2 separate regions of the Mus musculus genome follow, and region 1 is linked to region 2. A link is a contact called in public HiChIP or PLAC-seq data. All regions are on one chromosome and are shown on one strand. Each heading gives the region's core, a stretch centred on a gene start, on an enhancer-like site or on the middle of the called end of the contact. The rest is flanking DNA. Distances are from core to core; before and after follow the strand shown.

What was found. HiChIP or PLAC-seq counts read pairs in DNA pulled down with a chosen protein or histone mark.
Region 1: a contact with region 2 is called in an H3K27ac HiChIP or PLAC-seq map of differentiating embryonic stem cells, with 6 times the contacts expected there. The contact joins the promoter of Tcf20 here to the promoter of Wbp2nl in region 2. A contact is called at or near these places in 2 of 484 Hi-C or Micro-C datasets (the HPC-7 cell line and embryonic stem cells), 5 of 115 datasets of contacts at active chromatin or transcription factors (astrocytes, differentiating embryonic stem cells and embryonic stem cells) and 1 of 9 other capture datasets (embryonic stem cells).

Annotation. Positions count from the first base shown.
Region 1 is chr15:82,909,618-82,915,561 of GRCm38.p6, forward strand. It overlaps Tcf20 (transcription factor 20), which reads right to left and starts at 2,517. Exons shown (of 5, transcript NM_013836.3): 1 at 2,369-2,517.
Region 2 is chr15:82,297,196-82,302,815 of GRCm38.p6, forward strand. It overlaps Wbp2nl (WBP2 N-terminal like), which reads left to right and starts at 1,789. Exons shown (of 6, transcript NM_029066.1): 1 at 1,789-1,873. The coding sequence starts at 1,812.

The DNA of each region.
Region 1 (5,944 bases), core at 1,267-3,766, 610 kb after region 2:
GGAGGTCACTATTCCAGCTTGGCTCAGTCCAAATGGGGATGCCTGGAGAAAGGGGCCTCTAGGTGAGCTGTAAAGGAACAGACCATCTGTGGGTCTAGACAAGGTAAAGATGTCTAGCAGGGACCAGGGACCGGCCTGGTGCTCTTAACACCCCTGGTTATAATCTAGAGCCTAGAGCCTGGAACGGACCCCACACCTCTTTCATCCACACCTTCATTCCTTTTCCATCTGGCACACAGCTCCACAGAATAGCAGAACACTGTAGGTCATCGGGGTGACTAAGCCCCAAGCCCAAGGCTGTGCATTTGGGCAGCTGTTCTTCATCCAGCCCCTGCTGCCCCATCTCAGTCCATGTTGTCCCTCATAACCAAGGCTGCAGTCCTGGCATAACAAGCGCCACTGGGAAAGTTCTCCTTTGGGTGGCTTTGCCAAAAGAACTGGACCTGTCTAGGATAGAAGTCGGGGGTTAACTATTTCATCTTCATGGTCCCACTTCATGAGGGATCTCCAAGTTACTCTGTTACCTTGAGCTCCAGGAACAAGTCTTCCATGCCCAGCTTTGGGTTGGGTGTCAGGAATTTACATGGGTTGCCCTAAAAGTCCCTGTGGTCAAGACTCTGTGCCCAAAAGACTAACAGAGCTAGGCTACCAGTGTGGTCAGAACTCTAAGAGGGAACAGGACCCAGGCCCTGGAAGAGAAACTGAGTCCAGAGGATTTAACAGGCCCAGGAGTGGGACCAGCCCTAGAGGAAGCAGTGCAGAAAGTGAGCACACTAAGAGATCCAGAATGTGACAAGCCATACTTCTGACCATCTTTCCCTCACCTCCACTATAAAGGACTCTTGGCTTCGAGTCTCAGGCCAGAATTTTTGGGCCCCAGTGGGACCTGAGCACAACCTAGCCCTGGTAAAACCCATTCCCTGCATTCTCTTGAGAGCTGGCTTCAAGCAGAATGATCCCTTATGTCCACTGTACCTGCTGAACTCTGTGGCAGCCCAGAGCCTTGACCTGTGGCTGCCTCCTGCCCAAGAGAAGGCTCACACTTCCGGCCCACAAGGTCTAGCAAAAGAGGCAAGGCCCAGGACATTTGGCCAACATATGCTAACAGGTCAGGCCACAACTGAAGCCAGGGGTGGTCATGGAGGGTTCACAGTCCCGTCATAGTCTTGGTTGGGGGGCTGTCTCTGGTCACTTGCAGTAAGCAGCTGTGGGCAGAAGCAGCCTTCAGAGATCTCAGGCCACCTAGGCTAAGGGAGGAACTAAGTGTGACTCTGGCCTGGGGCAGGGGGCCAAAGAGCAAAACAGATGACCTGGGGCAAAGACTTGGAGGCAGGGGAGGTGCCTGAGCCTCCTATGGAATGAGGAGGGACTGGAAAAACTAGGGAAGAGGGGACTCCTCCCGCCATGCCGGCCTGTCTATCTCCAGCTCTTCACTGTAAAATAAATGGAAGAAGCACACACCAGACAAAAAAAAAAGGGAGGAACAAATAAAATCCCAAAACCGCCGCCCACCTTGGTGGGTCTGGGCCAAGGCCTTGGCCTGGGTCACTTGCCTCTGCTTTTCCCAGGAAACCACTGGTGCCAAATTTGCATTTACCACAAACAGAGACAACACAATGTCATAATCCTTCTCCTGTCATTCTCCCCTCTCTGCCTCCTCCCACCTCAGACACACACGCTAACACAAAATGACGGCTCCCTCGATAGACTGAATGAGCGAAGCTCTGGATCTGCCTCCTAATTGTTGGCGTTTCTCCTCGGCCTGTGCTCTATCTATGCCCGTCGCCCAACTCGCAGCAGACCACCCACTGCCCCCTCCTTTGTCCCGCATTACCACTGACAAATGGCCTGCTGGAGGTGGAAGAATATGTCAGGAAATAATAGGGGGAGTCAGCCCCTGCCCCCTCCTAAAGCTTTCTGCACCTCACTGCTGGGGTCCCGGCCACAGAGGGCGGCTGGACCAGAGGGGACAGAGACAGTAACAAGGATCTGGCCCCTGAGATCCTGACCCGGGGCCTTGCCCTTCACGCCCCTGCTGCTGCGGCTGCACTCGACCAACAGCCCCGACCACCCCTCCTCTCGCGGCCGCCCTCCTGGGCACTGCTCTGAGCATCCCCCGCGCTCCCCTCCCTCCATCGCTCTTTATGGCAGTTTCAAAGCTGCAGCCGCCACTCGAGCAGCTGCGGCCTTTGATGGGGACAAGGCAGTGAAGGCCGCCCAGGAGGCCTCTGCCTGGACTGTCCCTGGCCCGGTGGCCCCTGCACGCCCCCGGGGAGCCTGGGGCAGGCGCGGCGCAGCGCCCAGCGGGCACGCCTCACACGCCAGAGCAAACTTTCGCGACCGTGGGAGAGGCCCCGCGCACCGTTACCTTTGCAGCTGCATCCTCCCCTGGCACTTGCCCCCAAACCCCTTGACAGCCCACAGCATGCAGGCCGGCAGGAAAACAACCCCCCGCGGAGGCAGGGAGGAAGGGAAAGCGAGAAACCGGGAAGAAAAAGGAAAGGGGGCAGTTTCTCCTCTCAGTCTCAGCCTCTTCACAGCTCCTCCTGCCCAAGCAAGCAAGTGAAGTCACAGGGCCGGGGCGGTGACATCAGCTGAGCCTCTGACATCACGGCCCCTGCCGGATCACACCTCTGCAGGGTGGAGATGGAGGAGCAGCAGGGAGGAGGAATGGGTGAGGGAGAGGAGTACCAGATCCCTCCTTCGCCCTTAACTGCAGAGAGCTAGTGCCAGTGTTGGGGGGGGGGGGGGTAAGGGGAGGGGCGTGTGGCTCATCTCTAAAGAATACGTTTTATCTCTATAGATAGGGGCGATTATGTGTCTATTTATAATTGGCCCCAGAGTGGATGGCTTAAAAAGAGCCAATGCCCACCGCAGGTGGGGAATCAAAGCTTAGATCAAGGGCTGAAGGTAAGAATGCCTACTTACTCACAGTATGGCTACTGTGCACTGGTGACTGGCATCTGCACCTGGATAGTGCTCACAAAGGCCAAAGAGGATTCCATTGTACCTGGTGAGCTCAGAGAGGGGAGAACCTTCCTGAGACTACACAGCAGGAAGACAGCCACACTTGGGAGCCAGGAGTCACTAAGGAGGCAGAGAGGGCTAGCACAGAGGCTGGAGAGCCAGCTGGGCAGCCTTTAGCATCTTGAGATTTCCCAGGCTATTGGGGGGTGGCAGGCATACCTAGGACAACACACACTCACACAAAGTGGGCGTCAGTAGCAGGAGAGAGCAGTTCCAAGCTCCCCAGTCAGGGATGGCAGCAGAAGGGAGGTTGTCCTCCAACTGCACCTCTGCCTCTTACTGTCCAAGTAGGTGGACTAGCTCCGAGCAATTAAGCCCCTACTATGTACAGACCTACTACTAGGTAAATCACAGTCCCTCTATTCAACCCCATGACAATGCCTGAGAAGTAAGTACCCTTCTTCACATTCAGAAAGGAAGACTAAGGGCCAGAAAGTGGCCCCCAGGGGCTCCAGCCCCTGGTACAGGGAACCACAGTCCTGTCTCTGGCTTACAGCGTCATGGACATCATGTCATCATCGTGAACCTCCCGCTTAGGCAAGCCTTAGCCTACTGAGGCCTCCACTGTCCAAATGTCTACTTCTGCTCCTTTTTGGCAGTAGCCCCAATAGAACCCTGCAGGCCCGGTCCACCAACTCCAGAACAGCTCCATACCCTGTGCCACAGGACATCTGGGATGCCTGCTGGGTACTCTCGGCACACATAGGCATCTGAGCTTCTTTGATGATGTTTGGTGACAGCCTACTGAGTGTCAGGTCCCAAGCCCCAATTACCTTCTTCTTAACATCTAAAAACTATTTCCATTCCTCCTGACATTTCTCGAATCCTGGAACCAGTGTGCCTGCTGTGTTCACCAGTGTGGCCACTGTGCTCTTTGTACCAACCCTTCCCTACGCAAGGGCATGCACGGCCTGTCTCTAAGACCTGATTTGGTGTAGCGTCCACAGCAGGCTTTCTATTCAGTACACTTCCAGATAAGCCAGCCGCCACTCAGGAAAGGTGTTTGCAAGGGTCAGCACAGACACTTAGTGCACAGTTATTGATTAGGCCTTTCTGCCTCTGGCCCTTTGTATTTGCTGCTCTCTCTGCCTGGAACACCCACTCTCTCCACTGCCAGCCCTTTGTTACCCAGACACTGCTTCCCCCTGTTTTCCTGCACTGTACCCTGGAAGGCAGCTAGAAGCAGGGACGGAGGCTTGGAGGCAGACTGCTTGTGTTCCTATCTCAGCATCCCCAACTCACTGTGAGAACAGACAAGCTGGTTGGCTCCTCTGAGTCCATTTCATCCTATGTGAAGATAGGAACTGTAAGAGCAGTGTCCACTGGAGGGTCTCAGTAAGGGCTGACCTCCTGGACTGTTCACCTACCCGTTCTACCCCAATGGGACTTTACCTTTAGCCAAGGACACAGGTCAGTCTTGTGCTCTGAGTACGGTCAAAGTGCCTGCAAACAGTGAACACTTAAGAAACACACGCTGGCCCACAACTTTAATCCCAGCACTCTAGAGGCAGAGGCAGGTAGGTAGATCTCTGTGAGTTTGAGGCCAGCCTGGTCTACGTACGGAGTTCTAGACCAGCCATGGCTACGTAGTGAGACCCTGTCTCAAAAAAAGAAAAGAAAAGAAAAGAAAAGAAAAGAAAAGAAAAGGGGAGGGGAGGGGAGGGGAGGGGAGGGGAGGGGAGGGGAGGGGAGGGGAGGGGAGGGGAGGGGAGGGGAGGGGAGGGAAGGGAAGGGAAGGGAAGGGGAGAAGATACACTGAGGAACCTAGGCAAGGACAGCTGAAATCATGGATTGAAGAATTCTAATTCAACTTGGCAGGCACCTACATTAGACTGTCTGGCTTTAAACCTTGGCTTTTCTACTTCCTTCCTGTGAGATCTAAGGCAAGTGTTACTTCATTTCTCTCTGCCACACAGGCTCCACCTGTAAAATGGGAGGAAGACCAGAGCTTCCCTTTTAAGGTTTCAAGATGGCATGAGATAAGGGATGCAAAATACTCAGAAGGGTGCAGGCTTAGCTGGAGCCAGATCAAGGTTAGCTGCCTTAGTGACTATCTGATCAGGGCCAAGAAGGCACGTCTACATCGGGGCAGTGGAAAGGGCGTGGTCACCAGAGGAACAGACTGGCCTCCCACAGAACTGTACCACCCCTTGCTTTCCCTTTGCTGAAGCTGGGTAGCCTTCTGCTTTCCTGAGACTCTGATTTCTGATAAGAAATATAAACAAAATGTCTATAGACACATGGCTAGCACTAAGTAGATGTGCAATAAACGCAGAGTCCCTGTAGTCTCCAAAGCGTGGAGAAGTACAATTCATAACTCCTCCAGCACTCAGCATGCGTGAGGTCACAAGCATAAGCAGAAGCACAGAGAAGGGACTTAGAAGGGAGAAAGATGGACTGAACACAAGGAAAGGCTTCTGGAAAGTGGGGGGAGGGGAGGAGGGGGGTGCAAGCTGGGTCAGGACACCCTGTCCAGGAAAGGAGGTGGGAGCAAATGTATGGACATGGTGGGGCCACCCGATCAAAGGCAAAGCTGATTGCTAAGATCACAGCTCTCAGGCACACTTGGGTGGCCAGACCCAACCACATTCATTCTGGAGCTTTGCATTCTGTTGGGGAAATACAGTGGCTGATTCGGAGAGCACCAAGTTTCCATCCTGGGCATCCTGTTGATGATCAAGGTCAACATCACAGAAACAAGAACTGCCTTGAGAGGGACGCTAAAATCATCTTGTCCAACTGTTTTACAGATGAGCAACTTGAGGCCCAGAGGTCTGAACTACATTACTCCAACTCACAGTTAATAAAGAACAGAGCCAGAATTTGACTCCAAGCTGATTGCAGAGCTAGTGTTTTTAACCAATTCACCCTCCTGCTTCTCCTGAGAACATGCATCCATCCCCTGCTGTAATGCATA
Region 2 (5,620 bases), core at 539-3,038:
TCCCCCCCAACTCTCTCTTACTCACTTTTCCCTTTGTTCCCTCCCCGCAACTCGTTGGTTGCACCACCTCTTGACCTATGGTTTATAATAAATAGAAAGCTCTTGGATCAAAGGCGTGAGCTAGGGCTGAGCCACACCACAACTAGAAGTAGGTTTTCCAGTAAATAACACAAATCTTGGGGTTCACAGTGTGATCAAATACCCTGCAACACTTGACTTTCTGTGAGGTGAACCTAAGGTATAAATGAATGGAGAGAAATAGCTTGGAGGAGCCACAATGGAAGATGAATCAAGAGGCTCTTGAAACCGAGCAGGTAAAATGAAGATATCAACCAATGGTAACACAACACACACAGAGGAAGGGAAGTGACACGTGAGAGACACAGCTGTTTGGTGGACATCAACCATCACAGCCACAATAAGCCTATACACTAACATTCAAGTGTGGAAGGTCAAGTCCAAAGAACACAATCATCTTGCTCAAGGTTTTATTGACCATGACAGGAGTGGCTAGATCAAGATGTTTGCCGCTGTATACTATTTCTATTAAATTTTCTTTTCTTTTCTTTTTTTCTTTTTTCTTTTTTTTAAAGATTTATTTATTATAGGCCGGGTGTGGTGGCGCATACCTTTAATCCCAGCACTCGGGAGGCAGAGGCAGGCGGATTTCTGAGTTCGAGGCCAGCCTGGTCTACAAAGTGAGTTCCAGGACAGCCAGGGCTATACAGAGAAACCCTGTCTCGAAAAAACCAAAAAAAAAAAAAAAATTATTATATGTAAGTACATTGTAGCTGTCTGTCTTCAGACACACCAGAAGAGGGCATCAGATCTCATTACAGATGGTTGTGAACCACCATGTGCTTACTGGGATTTGAACTCAGGACTTCTGGAAGAGCAGACAGTGCTCTTAGCCACTGAGCCATCTCTCCCATCCGTAAGTTTGAGTCTTAATTCTAGTAAGTCTTGTATGTAAAAAATTATCTGTGCTAGGTGTGGTGGCCCATGCCTTTAAACCCAGCACTTGGGAGGCAGAGGCAGGAGGATCTCTGTGAATTTGAGACCAGCCTGGTCTACATAGTGAGTTCCAGAACAGTTAGGGATACATAGAGAGACCCTATTTACAAAAACAAAAACAACAAAACAAAACAAAAATCTGAAATCAGCACATGTCTTACAATGATAATATATCTATTATTTGACAATTTTCATTTCTTCACTGACACAATAACACTCTAGAATATCTTGAGTAATAGATTGAGTGGGACACCTACAAATGCATCCAAGAATTGGACCCACTGAAGGTTGAAATTCACTGTCCACTTCCTGACCTAGCTCATCTTTTTGGATGTTCTCTCCCAAGACCATTGGTTCTGTCCTAAGCCCTCTTTGATGGAAGGAAGCTCTGGTCTTATAAGAGTGGAGAAAATGTAGACCCTCACCCTGAGTTGGTTTGGGGGTTAATCTGGACTAAGATTTTGGGTTAATGGCTACTTTTTAAACCACTAGCTCCTAGCAGGACCAAGGCTGGTTGTAGGCCTAACATGACAGAGGCTAGTCACCCATCCTTCAGACCCTCCCCGTTCTAGGGGTAAAGCCAGCTCCACGAACACGCCCCTTTTCCTCACCCAGGCTCTCCTCCTCTGACTTGTGACAGCTCCTCTTGTGACAGCTGCCCACTCAACTCCAGGGTTTCTGCGCCATAATCTCCGCCCTCTCCTCAGGGACCCGCCCACTGCCTTGCAGGCCCCGCCCCTTTCCATTTGAAGAGCTGGCGGCGGCGGAGGCGGCGGCGGGAGGAGACCTAGAGCAAGATGGCAGTGAACCAGAACCATACAGTGGACCGCCGTTGGGCCGCCATCCCTCATGGTGAAAGGTGCCTGAGGGGACTTTCAGGCTGCTGTCAAGGAGGGAGGAGATGCTCAGGGTAGATATGTGCGCTAGAAAGCCCTCTGCGAATCGAGGGCTTTCCCGCCCTTTCCTCGGAGCTCCGCCCCTGACGTTTGAACGCATGCGCCAGCGGCCAAGTCCAAGAGCCTGTGGCTAGGCGCGTGCGCGGGTGCGAGGGGCGCGGGCATCCTCAGAGGAAAGGCTTGAGCGAGGATTGTGTGAAGAGTGTGCCAGCCCTTGCATTGCTGGACAGCTTCCAGTGGCTGTGTGCGACTTTACGACTTTAAGAGGGTGACAGTCACCCTGAGGGCCCTGGGTGCGCCTCAGGCCACCAGGAACAAAGGGGTAGGCGAGTTGGAAGAAGGGCTAGGATGTGGAGTGTAGGTAACTAATCCAGAATTGTCACAAGCCTTCCTCCACCCACCCACCCCCGGAAGTGCCTTTTCTTGGTTGCTTCAACCTAGGATATTGTCACCTTTACTGAAAAGACTGGGAACAAAATTAGGGGGGACCGAGGAAGACATGGCATTTCCAGTCGCTCATGGTGCTGGGGCTTCTCTGTCAGGAGAAGCCCACCTCTAGGCAAACTTAGTGACTTTGACACATGTCCTTTAATCTACCCCTCACCCACTTTCCTTACCCTCTGTCTCCGCCTCTTCTGGATTCTGCCCTCGCTCTGCTGATTTCCTTTTATTTCTCACTTAGCTGTGAGACTCATTCAATGATGTGCTTAAATAGAACTCTTGAGGTCAGTTCGAGACCAGCCTGATCTACAAAGCGAGTTCCAGGACAGCCAGAGCTATATTGTAGAAAGACTCTGTCTCAAAGAAGAAAAGTCCCGGTTTTTTGTTCTTGTCGTTGTTCCTTTAAATTTTTAGAATCTGTGCTCTTGAATACGTACCGATCATTTTCACTGAATAGCTAAGCATAGCAAGGATTCTTTGTCTTGATAACTGCACTGTCTGCAGTGAGCCGTTTCCCTCATTTCACAGGTAGGCATATGAGAAATAATTTGCTCAAAATCATTTTCAGTGCCCATGGGAACGCCTGGACTTGGATTTGAAGTTATATGCTATGCATCAACTTCTCTTGCTGTTTTTTGTTTTGTTTTGTTTTGTTTTGGTTTTTGGTTTTTTGAGACAGGGTTTCTCTGTCTCTTCATCAAGGAACAATCAGTTCTCTACCTTTCTCAGATACAAACGACAGTAAGGAAAGAGTTTGAGAGGAGGAAAATTGATTCTATTTTTAGTTTTCTTTATAGTTATGAGACACATTTGGGAGTTCAGTTACAATTGTGGTAAGTTTGAATGTGATGAAACGAAGTCTTGCTGTTTATTTATTTGGCTAGGGCTGGCCCTGAACTTGTGATTCTGCCTTAGCCTCGCAGTGAATGTAGTACTTAGACAACGACAGCAAAATATCCCAGAACACCTTAGATTTGGGGTTGAACAAGTATTTAGTCACACTGAAACACCAACTGTTGGGAGTAATAATAACATAGATATTGACAAATGAGAAGCATCCCCAGTGTATTGATAAAAGAGGAAGTAAGTTACAAAGAGGTTGGTGGTGGTGGGGAAGCCTATATTTCAGTGATGAGCAATAATTTAGTGATTTTCGAGTTGGAGGTGAAGTGTCTTGTTTCTATCTTGCCTTAGCATGGACATGTTGAACATTTTCTTTCTTTCTTTCTTTCTTTCTTTCTTTCTTTCTTTCTTTCTTTCTTTCTTTCTTTCTTTCTTTCTTTCTTTCTTTCTTTCTGGTTTTTCGAGACAGGGTTTCTCTGTATAGCCCTGGCTGTCCTGGAACTCACTCTGTAGACCAAGCTGGCCTCAAACTCAGAAATCCGCCTGCCTCTGCCTCCCGAGTGCTGGGATTAAAGGCGTGCGCCACCACGCCCAGCTATGTTGAACATTTCTAATCTAAAAGCCCAAAATGCTCCATTGAAGCCAGGTGTGATGATTTGAGTCTACTGGGAATACAGATGCACCCTCCATACCTGGCTTGTAGAGAACTTGTCATCATGGCTGAGAGGTCATAAACGTATGGGCCTGGCTGTGTTGTAAAACTGGATGATGTCACAAACCAGGAGAAAAATTGATTCTCTGAATTCCAACCTTCAGTACTTTTTGCATTTTGGTATGCTTTCTCTGCGCTTTTTTTTAATGGAAACCTATGCTTGTTTCCCCCTTACCAACAGCTTTGTGTCTAATTTACATCTGCTAATATATTGGGATAGTTTCCAGTACCCATATCTATATTATTGCTGTCAATGACTGATACTCCATTGTGCATACACCTTTGCTTAATTCTCAGCGTGAACTATTCTGAGGCTCTCCCCTCATCTATAAGCATTGCTGTTTAGAATTAAAAAAAAAAAAAACTATGGGTCTGTGTGTGCTCATGCCACAGCACATATAAAAAGTCATAGGACCACCTGTGGGAGTCCTCTTACCTTCATATTATGTGCGTCCCAGGAATCAAACTCAGATCACCAGGCTCAGTGGCAAGTGTCTTTACAAAAGTAGCTATCTTGTCAGACCCTGTTTGAAAACTTTTGAAAATGTATCTTTACCCATCTATCAAAGTGTGTCTTTGAGGCTGGTATCACCTGGTTCTCTGCCTTACCTGTGATGCCAAGGATGCTGTGAGGGGCAAGGAGGAGCCAGGTTGAGCCTCTCTTTTGCTGTGGAAAAAAAAAAAACAAACCCAGTAATGACTTAGTTTCCAATAATAGCACAATGCATTCATCCTGCTTGCCTGGGTGTTTTTCATGTGCCGTAAATTGTGAAGGTCACCACATTGAAAGGCAAAGATACTAAGCATTGTGAAGGAGTTGCGTTTATCTGACTTTGGATAAAGTTACACCAGAGCAGTCGACAAGCTGCCATTTGGTGAAGTGCTAAAGGCAAGCATTGCTGTCCACAGAAGAAGAGTAGCTGAGTTCATCTGAGGGTGAAACTACCTTGACGATCAGTTAGGAGACTGCAAGAAGGGGACCCTCAAGATATTCTTGCCTAGGAATACACTTGGAACATTCCAGCCCCCAGAAAGAAATGAAAGCAGAGAAGTTTATATGTTCAGTCAGGCCAAGGCATCCCAACAGGCCAAAGCCAACGAAGATGATGAATGGACAACCAGGACTGAGGTCCCTCACTGTCAGATGCAAGATGCCCAAGGATAAAGGAAGAACTTTTAGGGACTGTGTTGCAATTATCTTAGTATCATTAAAATAAAGATCTTGAGGAGTTTGTACTCCAAATTACAAGTTTTGAGTACAAACTTTGTACTACAAAGTTCAGCTGAGCTGGAAACTAAAGATTACTTTAGTACCTGAGCATAAGACTACCTACTGCTGAGCCGGGCGTGGTGGCGAACACCTTTAATCCCAGCACTCGGGAGGCAGAGGCAGGTGGATTTCTGAGTTCGAGGCCAGCCTGGTCTACAAAGTGAGTTCCAGGACATCCGGGGCTACACAGAGAAACCCTGTCTCGAAAAACAAAAACAGCAACAAAAAAAGAATACCTACTGCCAAATAGTTTTTTAAATAATAAAATAGTTCATAGGAAAATATTTATTAGTTTTAGAGTTATGTTTCTATCTTGTCTTCATCCAGCAGAGGTTGCACATCTCTGACCTGAAAATCCAAAATCTAAAAATGCTCCATCGAATTCCGGTGTGGTAGGGTTGGAGAGATGGCTCATCTATTAAGAGCATATCCTGTTTTGTTCTA